Linked DNA regions of Mus musculus: region 1 is linked to region 2. A link is a contact called in public Hi-C data. All regions are on one chromosome and are shown on one strand. The core of a region is the stretch at or near the end of the contact, and the rest is flanking DNA. Distances in the headings are between cores, read along the strand shown.

Evidence for each region. Hi-C and Micro-C count contacts between places; a contact is called where the count stands out from the background.
Region 1: a contact with region 2 is called in a Hi-C map of pre-pro-B cells, with 3 times the contacts expected there. The contact joins two enhancer-like sites. A contact is called at or near these places in 3 of 484 Hi-C or Micro-C datasets (bone marrow-derived macrophages, pre-hematopoietic stem cells and pre-pro-B cells), 2 of 115 datasets of contacts at active chromatin or transcription factors (bone marrow-derived macrophages and embryonic fibroblasts) and 1 of 9 other capture datasets (bone marrow-derived macrophages).

Annotation. Positions count from the first base shown.
Region 1 is chr11:64,729,064-64,734,838 of GRCm38.p6, reverse strand. No RefSeq gene overlaps it. Among named protein-coding and RNA genes, the nearest start is that of Gm30305, 13 kb to the right of the region's middle. Within about 2 kb of position 4,023, at least 4 of the 459 cell types and tissues checked have an H3K27ac peak or open chromatin away from gene starts, as enhancers often do. A contact at or near this core is called in pre-pro-B cells, where this site is marked.
Region 2 is chr11:64,517,015-64,522,826 of GRCm38.p6, reverse strand. Hs3st3a1 (heparan sulfate (glucosamine) 3-O-sulfotransferase 3A1) reads right to left here. Exons shown (of 2, transcript NM_178870.5): 2 at 1-2,629. The coding sequence ends at 2,008. Among named protein-coding and RNA genes, the nearest start is that of F930015N05Rik, 83 kb to the right of the region's middle. Within about 2 kb of position 4,391, at least 22 of the 459 cell types and tissues checked have an H3K27ac peak or open chromatin away from gene starts, as enhancers often do. A contact at or near this core is called in pre-pro-B cells, where this site is marked.

The sequences.
Region 1 (5,775 bases), core at 2,774-5,273, 210 kb before region 2:
CAGCCTCTCTCTCCTGAGACATCCCAGTGTTTTCAAAATTGGTTCCCTTGTGATGAGCTGGGCTGTCTCCTCTCAGGCACTGTGACTATCAGACTATCTTACTCGCAACGTGCTCCTGATGTGTTGGCATCATTATACCTGAACACTATAAATATGGAATCATTTGATGTGTTTACATCTGGCTTCTTCCCTTAACATGTTTTTACTCATCCTGTAGTATGTGTTTTTAACCCATTCCTTTTCATGACTGAAGAATATACCACTCTATAGATATGCTATATTTTGCTTATTTAGTCGTTAGTTGATGGACAACTGGGTTATTTTTACTTAAAGGCCATTATAACCACCACTGCCAGAAAAGCTTAGAAGTGTACACAATTTTGAGAGGTAGGTGATGACATGCATGTTCAGTTCATTGGAAATATATCTAGTAGAATTGTTAGGTTATATGACATTTTTTGATATAGCCACTTTATATCACTACTACCAATATGGAAGGTTGCAAGCACTCTCATTTCTGAGCTGGAGACTGAATAGTGACATGTGCTCCAGTACAGCCCTGAGCTGAACCCCAGCCCTCTCTCTACATTCCCATTGACCCCACTGCTCCTCACCGGAGAGCTGAATTGGAGACATCTGAACTTTCAGGAGATAATTGGTGTCAGGTGAGGTCATGAGGGTGAGCAATTATGATGGAATTAGCACTCTTCTAAACTCACCAGGGAACTTTGTTCCATGTTTGTGCATAGGGGAAAGGCCACCCGAGGACACAGTAAGAACATGGCTGTCTGCACATCAAGAAACAAGCTCTCACTAGCCTGTCCATGCTGGTACCATGAGCTTTCTCCAGAGCTGTGGCAAAGTAGATTTCTGTTTTTTAACTAATCATTCAATCCATGATATTTAGTATGGCAGCCTATGATGACCAAACAATGTGCCTTCTGCTTGAACAAGTTTCCATGTTCTACTTGGATCAGGGTATCTGGAGCCCAGTCTCTAGGGCCATTAGGAGCTTGTCCTGCCTACAGCCAGTGACCGGTAGCTGGGAAGTTTCTGGTCACTTCACTCTTGGGAAGGCACAGCCTTGCACATGCTCACGGTCTTCCCGTACCATCCAGCTGTGACTTTAACACCGTCACCTTTGACAGTTCCTGAATCTTTCTATTAACTTAGGGGCTATTGACCCTACCTATATTAACCTTGAGCTGTGAGCTGAGCCCTAGCTGATTATCCTGTAGTTTCTGATAACACTCAGGCGCATGCATTCCTCCTTCATTCCACCCAAATAAAGTGAGGCTCCTTGTGCTTGCCTGTGTCCCGCCACTGCTGCCTGTGCAGAATGGGATCTCAGGAGTGTACAGCAAGCCTTCACTAAATGCGCTGCATGTGCACAGTCCTGTCAGCAGCCAAGACCTGAAGACTATTCTAGTTTCACTTTATGACCCATGAGGAGCATGCCCTGGGGTCTCTGCTGTCTTGGCATTATCAGAGGGGCTGTCTACAGTCTGGCTAATCTTCACAAGATCTTTACTGGCTACTGGTGATGTGGAAGATGATAGATACCTGGTCCTTGTGATTTCTGGTGAAAGATACACAAACACACACGTACGCAAACACAAAGTAGATATGGCCAAGTTTATTACACAATAAAGTGGGTACCTTCACCGGGCAATAAATACACATGACCACAGAGACCACTGACCTCATCTGCAATATGGACAGATTACATCTTTCTTCCATTTGACCTCGTTTCCAGAAATTTGTTTAACGGTCTTTCTTTCTAAGATCCCATCCCATGGAAACTCCTATTACAGTGGTTTCTAAAGTGGTAATATCTCTATCTCACCCTGTATAGAATCCTCACATGGGAGTTTCAGGGAGACAGAGATAGAGACAAAGTCTAACAAGCATCATGTGATAGCTCGCCTTAAGAAAACTACCCAGCTGTACCTTGGATACACTGAACACAAATTAATATTCAAATGACAGGACCCTGAGAAAATACTCAGATCCAGGATGAGAACAGTAGTGTTCTTTAAAATACTTTAAATTTTTATTTTTACTTTTTTTATATATGGGTACATTGCCCTCAAATGCCTCACACGGGCAGTGAGTAGGGTTGCCAGAAGAGGGTGTTGGATCTCCTGGGAGTAGGGTTGTAGTCAGCTGTTTCCCTGCTGTGCTGAGACTTAAAACCCAGGTGCTCTGTGACAGCAGTCAGTTCTTGCAACCACTGAGTTATCTCTCCAACCTCAACATTAACTTTCTTAACATGTAAGAGTAAAATTGCAACAACGTGGTCAACATACAACAGAGTTTAAATAGCTGAGAAGAACTAAGATCTTTCTGGGGAAAAGGTAGAAATACATGATCTATTTACAGAAAGAGGATTCCTTGACCCAATTTGTCTGGAAGCATTTTTTTTTTTTGGTTTTTTTGAGACAGGGTTTCTCTGTGTAGCCCTGGTTGTCCTGGAACTCACTCTGTAGACCAGGCTGGCCTGGAACTCAGAAATCCACCTGCCTCTGCCTCCCAAGTGAGTCTGGAAGCATTTTTTACTATTGTTTGCTGACTAAGCAGCCTGCTTCAATGACATAAAATATAAAATAATACAGACTTTCCAGGGGCTAAGTCCTCAATGTCTCCAACCCCTGAGCTGAGGCTGACCTTAGCTCAGTGGCAGAGCATGGGACTAACACGCACAAAGCTCTGGGTTCTGTTCCCAGTGCAACAAAAACAAGGCAAAGAAATACAAAAGGCTTCGATTTATTGCTTTAACTTTTCACTCAATAATTTTACTAGTTAGAATTCATCACAGGGAAATGCACACAGGTTTGTGTTAAAATATTGTTATTAGAAAGGTCACCAAGAATCATAATAAGGAAATATCTGATAAGTGGACAGCCACTGACTAAGGAGGTATTTAAACAACTCGTTCAGCAGCACTGTGACTAAAGTACCTGGCAGAGAAAACTGAAGGCAGGAAAGGTTTGATTAGACTGTTCCAGACAGTTCCGGCCATGGTCATTGGCTTCCTGCTCTTGGGTAGCGCATCATGGCAGTGGGGGGGGGGTGTGGAGGAGGAGGCTGGCGGTGGGCAGGAATGAGTGAGAAGTGGATTCTGGGACTTGATTTTCCCTCTTTTATTTTCTCTAGGAACAACCTACAGGATGCCACCACTCTCAGAGTGAGTCTTCCCTCTCCACAGACAAACCCAGAGGCCTGATTGCTATCCTCCTTGGTGATTCTAAATCTGGTCAGGTTGACACTGACGAGGCACTAATGGTGTCTTAGATTATTATTGAAAAGTGTATTTCAGTTGTGCAGCATAGTGCACACCTATATCCCCAGTGCTGGGGAGACAGAGGATTAGGAGTTCAAGAACAACCTGTTCTACACAGCAAATGTCAGGTCAGGCAGGACTACATAAAGAGATCTTGTCTCATAAAACCCTCAACTTCCTACCTCAAATATTTCAGAAAATGGTGAAGTAATGTGTCATACAAGGAAAAATATGATAAGAGATCATGGTAGAAAAATAGTGTGAAATGATAGACACCAGTTATTGATACTCTGAGTACTGAATATCCTATCTTGCTGATTTTCTATTTTTTAGATGCATATTTATGTCCAGAGTGACCATGAAAGTCACTGAGTGAATCACAGAAGTGAGACACTCTGAATGGCTTGGGGTTCAGAAAGATAGGACGAAGCAGTATTTTTCTCTCCAAACAGTGGCTAGCTGGAGACTCTCCTCATACGAAATGTCACACACAGGCTTCCACCTGAGGAGGAAGGGAAACTGAAAAAAAAAAAAAAAACAACATCTTGGACAGGACCTTTCCTTTCTCCTGACCCGAGCTCACTCTTTGCTTGGGCCCCGTCCAGGCAGGAGCACATAGGCATATTTAACAGTAGTGCCCAGAGAGAAGTTTGGTTGGGTTTTCAGGGGACTATGCAGCTGCTGTGGTCCTGTGGCTAGCCAGATGCTGATGGGGTGATCTTGGGAGGGAAGTAGAAAGATTCTCCATAGCCCAGGTTCCAGCTGTGTAAGCAACCACGGTTGTGAGGAGAAAGATGAGAGAGAGTGCCCTGGGGTCTACCCCAGTGTCTTGATCCAGCACCATTGTCTCGCATGCTGCCAGATTATGTGGCTATTCAAGTTATTGAATAGTTAGTACTTGATAAATAATTGTTAAATAAAGTAACTCAAGTTTTTACACAATAGATTGAGGATGGAGAAAATACTGCATGGATGAGGTGGAAGGAGAAAGTGAGTCGGTGAGAGACTAGAAATCATGATGTGTTGTCAGGGCAGCGATACAGCAAAACAAATCATCCCTCTTTTGGAGCAGATGAGACCCTGTTAGCCACAGGCAGGCTTCATATATTATAACAGTCTCATATTCTTTTATTTTAATTTTCCATTCCCTTTCTTTCCTAAATCCTTATTCTCTTCTCTCCCAGCCTTCAAACCTCTCTTCCTAACTTTATCTCCATCCCCTCTTCCCTCACTCCTCTCCTCCTCTCTCCCCCTTACTTCGATTGTCTCTCTGATTGTCTCATACCCCTACCCTTGCCTGCCTCCCTCTTAAATACATTTGAAGCCTTATCATATCATTCCAACCACAAGCTAAACATTGTACACCCTCAAAGGTTTCCCCAGATCTTTGGATTTGGGGAAAATTATGTTACAACAAACACTCACATATTTTATCACATAAGAATAATCACTGTAGAATTCTATTATTAAAATATACCAGCAAATTTCCTATTCTTTCAAGTGGGTCTCACACCGTCCAGTCTCTAGAAAATGACTTCAGAATCCTCAGGGCTGGAGGGGGTTGGGACTTCTGAGAAGCAGGCCTTCTCCTTATGTAAAAAGCAAAAATCTTGGCTGCCTAGAAGATTCCAGGTCCATCAAGGCATCTCTAGCTATTGCCCTTTAAGGATGGACATGTGGATGTGGTCTACAGAATGGGCCACTTTAGAGAACGAGAGACTCATCAATTGCTATCAGTTATAGGTGAGGGAAAGGGGGCTGTGGAGGACTGCACGGGAACTGAGGGATGCTGAAGGTCTCAAGCATAAACATTCAGGACCAAACTAAATACTTAGAAATCAGAATAATTGTGTCCCCAGACTTTGGTCCCCAATTCTGGCTCGGAAATAATAATTGGGACAGAAACACAGAAGTATCAGGCTACAGAATATTAATACTAACAGTAAAGAGATGGACCTCACGAGTGAGCTGATGTGTAGACTTTGACTTTCCTCACAGTGTTCAGTGATTCCCGTGCCTCCCTTAACCAGGCTGTGTACAACAGGAAGCCATGCTGGGCAAATTAAAAATTACAATGTGTGAGGAGCATGTTGTCATCTGAGAGGCTCCACCCAGCAGCTAACTCAGACGGATACAGACACCCACAGCCAATCAGTGGATGGAGCTTGGGGACTCTTATGGAAGAATAGGAGGAAGGATTGCTGGCCCTGAAAGGGATAGGAATTCCACAGTAAGACCAACAGAGTCAACTAACCTGGACCCTTGGGACTCTCAGAGTCTAAACTACCAACCAAAGAACACACACGAGGGCTGGACCTAGGGTTCCCAGCTCATACGTAGCAGATGTGCAGCTTGGCCTTCATGTGGGTCCTGAACAATTTGAACAAGGGCTACCCCAAAAGCTATTGCCTGCAAAGTGGGATATGTTCTTGGAGCTGGGCTGCCTTGTCTGGCCTCAGTGAGAAAGGAGGTGCTTAGCCTCACAGAGACTT
Region 2 (5,812 bases), core at 3,142-5,641:
TTTGTTCTTTTATTATCTCTTCCATGGGAAAAGAGGGAGGTTGCTGAGTGCAGCTGTTAGATACAATTCTGGGTTTTGTGCAAGCTGCTTTTGCGTAATGGCAGGCAGAGAGGGGAATACAAAAGATTCAGAAACACAAACAAATCAAAAGATGAGCAGGGCTGAAAGTGAGTCTCCGGTGGCCACAGGTGATGGCTCTCAGCGACTAAAAACAGACTGGCTCTGGACACCAAGGGCATAGAAATGTCGGAGACAAAGTGGAAAGGGCGACCTAAGTTCAGGGCTTAATTCCCATGCATGAGATATCAGCAAATAAATCCAAAGATGACAAAATATTTAGAAACTTAAAATGATGTCTTCACTTCATTTTAACGCCGTATTAGTCTTCCTAAGAGGCATGTACATCCCTGACAGGGCACCTATGACAAACCCACAGTCACCCAGCATATTGTAAAACAAACTCTAGTTTCTCTTGATTGACAGCAGAGAAAACAGCACACTCTTTTACTGTATTAGCGTGTCTGGCCCTTTAAATTTCAGCAGATAAGAGAAATATTGATGGGATAGCAAACATGTTCCTCATGGTCTTAAACCTGTGGTAAAATGGCGCTGACAGAGTAATTATGAATGTTTTATATGATCAGCACATACGTGCTCCTCGCTAAACCAATTTAATTCCCATTAATGTTAATCTCGTTAATACCCACTCAGAGAGCAAGGAGTACTCTTAATAAACTATTGATTCATTTGAGCCATTTAGACAGGGAAGGGAGGAGACATCACCATTCCATCCACAACTATGTCTCTTTGCTTAGAATATTTTCCAAACATTAATGAGCATTAGGTTATAATTCATATGAGAGGGAAATGATGGACATGGATAAAGTGACCGAGTGACAGCTTCAATCTGTAGGGGGAGCTGGGAAGAAGTTGTTAACTGAGGTCAGACCGGAGATACTACAAAGAAAAGGGGGGGGGTTCTAAAATAAGGAAAATGGAATTCGTATTGATAAGTTCTAATTGAATTGGGTTTTTCTTTAAAAAGAAATAAAGAAGTCAAACCAACAGCTAGTAAGTGCTACTCTGCGACACTCCTGGTTCTGTCTGTCCATCTTCTCTCAACAGAAGAGCTCAGTAATTTCTCTGGGACTCAGATGACCACCCATCGGTCAGATCTCCTTGTCTAAGCATCCTTTGATCAGCCAAGGGGCAAGATAGGCTCCCTAGAGGGCTTGTGTCCCCATCTCTGTGACTTCCTTGAATACAGCTTTGTAATGAGGCTGTGTGCCATAGGCCAGCCCGGGACTCACATTGCAGTGACAAGTCCCCCTTGTGCTTTCCGGACCACTCCGGAGCTTCTAAAGCTCCAGGTGTCTTATATGCTCTAGCCGGGTGGGGTCAGGGGCGGTGTCATAAAATAGAGAAAAAGCAGCGGCAGACAGGATTTTTGTCCAGGATCCACTATCCAGCTTTAAGATGAGTCATTCGACCTCCCTGAGACTCAGTTTCCCTCATCTCTGAACTAGAAAATGATGATCTCGAGAAACACACTACATGCTTGCAGTGGTGGTGTAAGGGCCAAAACTACCATCGAAAATGGCCCTGTGCATGCTGAGTATCTTAGCGAGAAATGACTTAGGAGAAAAGTGGCACAGGAGAAAGAAAACTGGAAGGCCAAGTCTCAGTTCTATCAGGTCTTTGTGGGTAACAAGAGAGGTTTACCCTGGGGGGTTTCCTAAAACAGTTTAGTGGAGTACTGGTGCTCATTCTTTGTGAATGAAAGCTTATAACGCAAAGGAACGGGAGATATGAGATGCTTAGATACATGAAATCTCCTTTTCTGCTATGCGCATGTTTGGTGCTGGTTATCCACGGGGACCGGAAGAAAAAAAAATACTGCAACACATACTCTTAATACAGAAATATTAAACCGTCTTTTCTCTACCGACTGGTAAAAAAATATATTATATTTTGATATTATTTTTTTTTCTTTTTAAATTACTTCTGCTATCCATCCCAGCCAAAGTCGCGGCCGGTCATCTGGTAGAACTTGCGGTTGAAGGGCCGGTAAAAGTCACGCAGCTGCCGCAGCACCTCCCGCGCAATGGTGGGGTGAGCGCGGCCCTTAGTCTTGCCCAGGCAGTGCGGCTTGCCGCTGCCCTCCGCCTTCTTGAGGCACGGGAAGCCCTTGGTCTGGTTGAAGTAGAAGTGCTTGTCGGTGATGATGCGCTTGAGGCCCAGGAAATCCTGCACGCGGCGCAGCTCGCCGGCCGGGTCGCTGACCAGCCGCTCCCCGCTCACGAAGAGCATCTGGCCGAGCGGGAAGTGGCGCAGCCAGGGCTCCAGGTGCTTGGCGTACAGGCCGATCTGGATGGCGCTCCAGGACGTGTCTATGAGGCCCGCGCTGCGGTTGCGGAACGTCAGGCTCTCGAAGCTGGGGATGTCCGGCCGCTTGGACAGCGTCTGCGTGTAGTCCGAGATGGCCCTGGTCACCGGGTCGCGCACCACCACGATGAGTTTGGTGTCCTTGGACATGGCCGAGATGCGCGCGGGTGCCTCCCGGGTCACAAAGTAGCTGGGCGTCTTCTCCATGGTGATCTGTCCCTCGAGGGTTCTGGGCATCAAATCCCTGTGGGAAAGCAAGAAGGCGTGTTAGAATCTGGAGAGTGAACCAAGTCCCCTTTTGGACCCCAAGAAGTGGAAAAAGCCACCCAGTCTGGGCTCAGACTTCCCCTGTGGGTGGCAATTCCAGCTCCCTGACTTCCTGAATGCCTGGTGGCAGTAACTGCTCTGCATTTCTTGAGCATGTCTTTTAATCTTAACACTAGTGGCCATAGGTGAACATACATATAAACAACAATTCTGTTATTTTTGTATAGCAGAAAATACAGACAAACCTATACTAGGAAGTTTCCGAGTTCATCCGTCTTAATTTTAATTTTAATTCCTAATGTAAAAAATGTCTGTTTTGTGCTAGTGAGTGAATCTGACTGTGCTTTCCACTCGGACTTGCATTTTATGCATAAGTCTGTGTTCCATACCATTGGGACAAGCATGAGACATAACGCCTCTGTCATACAGTTTTTGTGGCAATTATTGAATGCACCTCAAGTGCTCTGAAATGCTCCCAACACAGCATAAAGGCTCTGTTAGTTAGTTATCCAACTACAGTATGCAATGTCTCTGTGTCCTGAAAGAGAATTACATTGTCACAAACACAATTATAGTGCTATCAAAACGCATTAAAATACGGGATGCCATCCTGTCCAGGGCTGCCTCAAGTCTTAGAGTAGTGTTGTAGAGTAGTACAAAAACTAATAATGTCTCTCAACAAGGATTTCCTCATTAACAACGGGATCTTTTAAAAATATTTATTATTATTATTTTTTAATTATAAGTCTCCCTGTGAGTTTGTACACAGGTGTTTCTGGTGACCAGAAGTGAGCACTGGCTCTCCTGGAGCTAGGCTCAAATATGGCTCTGAGCCCCCTGAGAACTAAGTGCTGGGAGCTTAACTCTAGTGCTCTCAAAGAGCAGCAAGTGCTCTGACCCACTTAGCCATCTTTTTGGCCCCTTCTTTTCAGCATAATATCAAAGTGTGTCCTCCCCTAACGGTGATTAATTCATCCCTAATTCCAGCTACCTGCCTCCAGCAACAGTCCGAAAATAGTACACGGAAATTCCAGGAATAAGCAATCCATAATGTTTACATCACAAGCCATTCCAAATAGCATGGGAGAATCTCCCAGAGTCCCTCTCTGTCTATGCCGGACACGAATCTTTCCTTTTCCCAGCACATCCATACTGTATGTACTACTTGTCCATTAGCCATGTAGTGGCTAACTTGGCAATCACATTAGCTGTCACATTATCAAAGTTCCTATGCAGTGGAGGCTCCAAAGAGAAAGGGCAGCCATGGGGCATCAGAGCACAGCACACAGGAGCACACATTTAATACTGCAACTGCATGCAAAGGTACGGGGCATGTAGGGAAAGCAAAGGTAGCAGGAGGGGCTGGTATTAATCTGCATTTCAGACCCGTCCCCAACTGGTGCTCTTGGGAGGAGGGCAAACCTCATGGGTACAGTGGAAATGGCTTTTGTCATAAATACCTATCGGCTACATTGAAGAGTTCTGCTTTCTCTTTTGACAGCTGTATTTATTGTTCATTTTATCGGCTGTTTTGCTTCCCTAATTTTGTAGTATCTATTTAGCATTCAGACTAAAAGGGTGTATTTTTAGCACACATTCAGCACCCCGTGAGCAGTTTTAGTGTTGGATGCTTCTCTTTGCTGGTGTCCTAGCACCTGCCCCATCTTCACTGGTTGCTAAGTAGACAATAAGTGGGAAATGTCAACTATCAAAGACAAAGCACGTCAAGTGACTCTCATGCACATCATATCCCCTCCAGGAATGCACAACAATGGCCAGTTTCACATAGGAGCTTCCCTCATCTACTCCCTAACTATGCCAACTGGATCGCTTTAAAGCCAATTGGCAGACATCCTCTCAATTACTTTGCAAGTATTTCTTCTCTCATGAGGGTTGTTTCTGGCACACATTCCTCAGCCTTGTGTGCCTAGTGCTAACAATGTTTCAGCTCACACAATAGTGCTTTCCTCCCATGTTTGTTATTTTAGAAATCTTAATCAAGTGACTTTACTCTTCTTTGAGGTGGGCATGCTAGTTGTATATTTGAGCTATGGTGCTCAACTCCTATTTTTAACTCTGAAAGAATTTTGCGATTTATTTTATAACCCATCTCTTGACTATACCTTAAGATCCAGATGTAGGTGAGCACAGCTGGAAATGGGTGCAACATACCTGAAATGCCCATTGCCCTTCCTCACCTGTGCATGCCAAAGACTCCGAGGAATCAGCTAGATCAAGCACTTCTGGAACTTAAGATGCCCTTGTACAACACAAGCCAGGAAACCTGGCCAAAGCTGGTTGGAATCTCCCAGTAAAAGAAATTTGATCAAATCTATGGGAAAATGTTGAGCTTTAAGCAAACACCAAATATTCTGGAGGGGTAAGGGGTGTGTGTTGACTTAAAAACACAGGGGCAGATTCCTGTCTCCTTGTCTATAATCTCTAAGTTATAACTAGTTTACTTCACATTTTGCCTGAAATCTGAAAGAGAGGGCAGACTGCTCTTGGGAGTTCTTAGCTGGCTCGTCTCTTGGAGCAAATAGATCCCTAGGAGCCTTTCTCAGAGATTGAAGCTTCAGATTGTGCTTGCCCAAAACAAACACTACTAAACCGCAGAAAAAGAATCTGTATTTTAAAAGTCTATCTCAAAGAAGTGCTTAAAAAGAGACAGCCCAACAGAATTTCTCAAGAAGGTCATTCTTATCACCTCCTGTCACCCATGGGATGGGGAAATCTGACTGGTTCGGTGGGAGGAAAGAATTTGTTACACCATGGATAACAACCCAGGATCAAGAGTTCTGGAGACTGATTGCACAACGTGTGTGTATGTAGTTAATACCCTTAAACCTAAGGACACAGAGACAGACCACTTTATGCTGAGTACAGTTTACAGCAAGTTTTTAAAGCCCTCAAGAAGGAACAAAGGCTTTGAGAGGTGGATCTATCTAGATTATGTCTTTTGGCTTAAAGATGACTAAGCACTGGAGCTAATAAGTACGCAAGGGGGCTGTGGTTTCACTTTCATCTTGCTAAGCCAAAGGGAAATAAAAATAATTTTGACCATTTGTAGAACTGATCTGAAATCAGAAAATGAAATTTGTGGCTTCTACCTTCTAACTGCTGACAGGATGGGGCGGGGAGAGACAAGCTGTAACTTGAT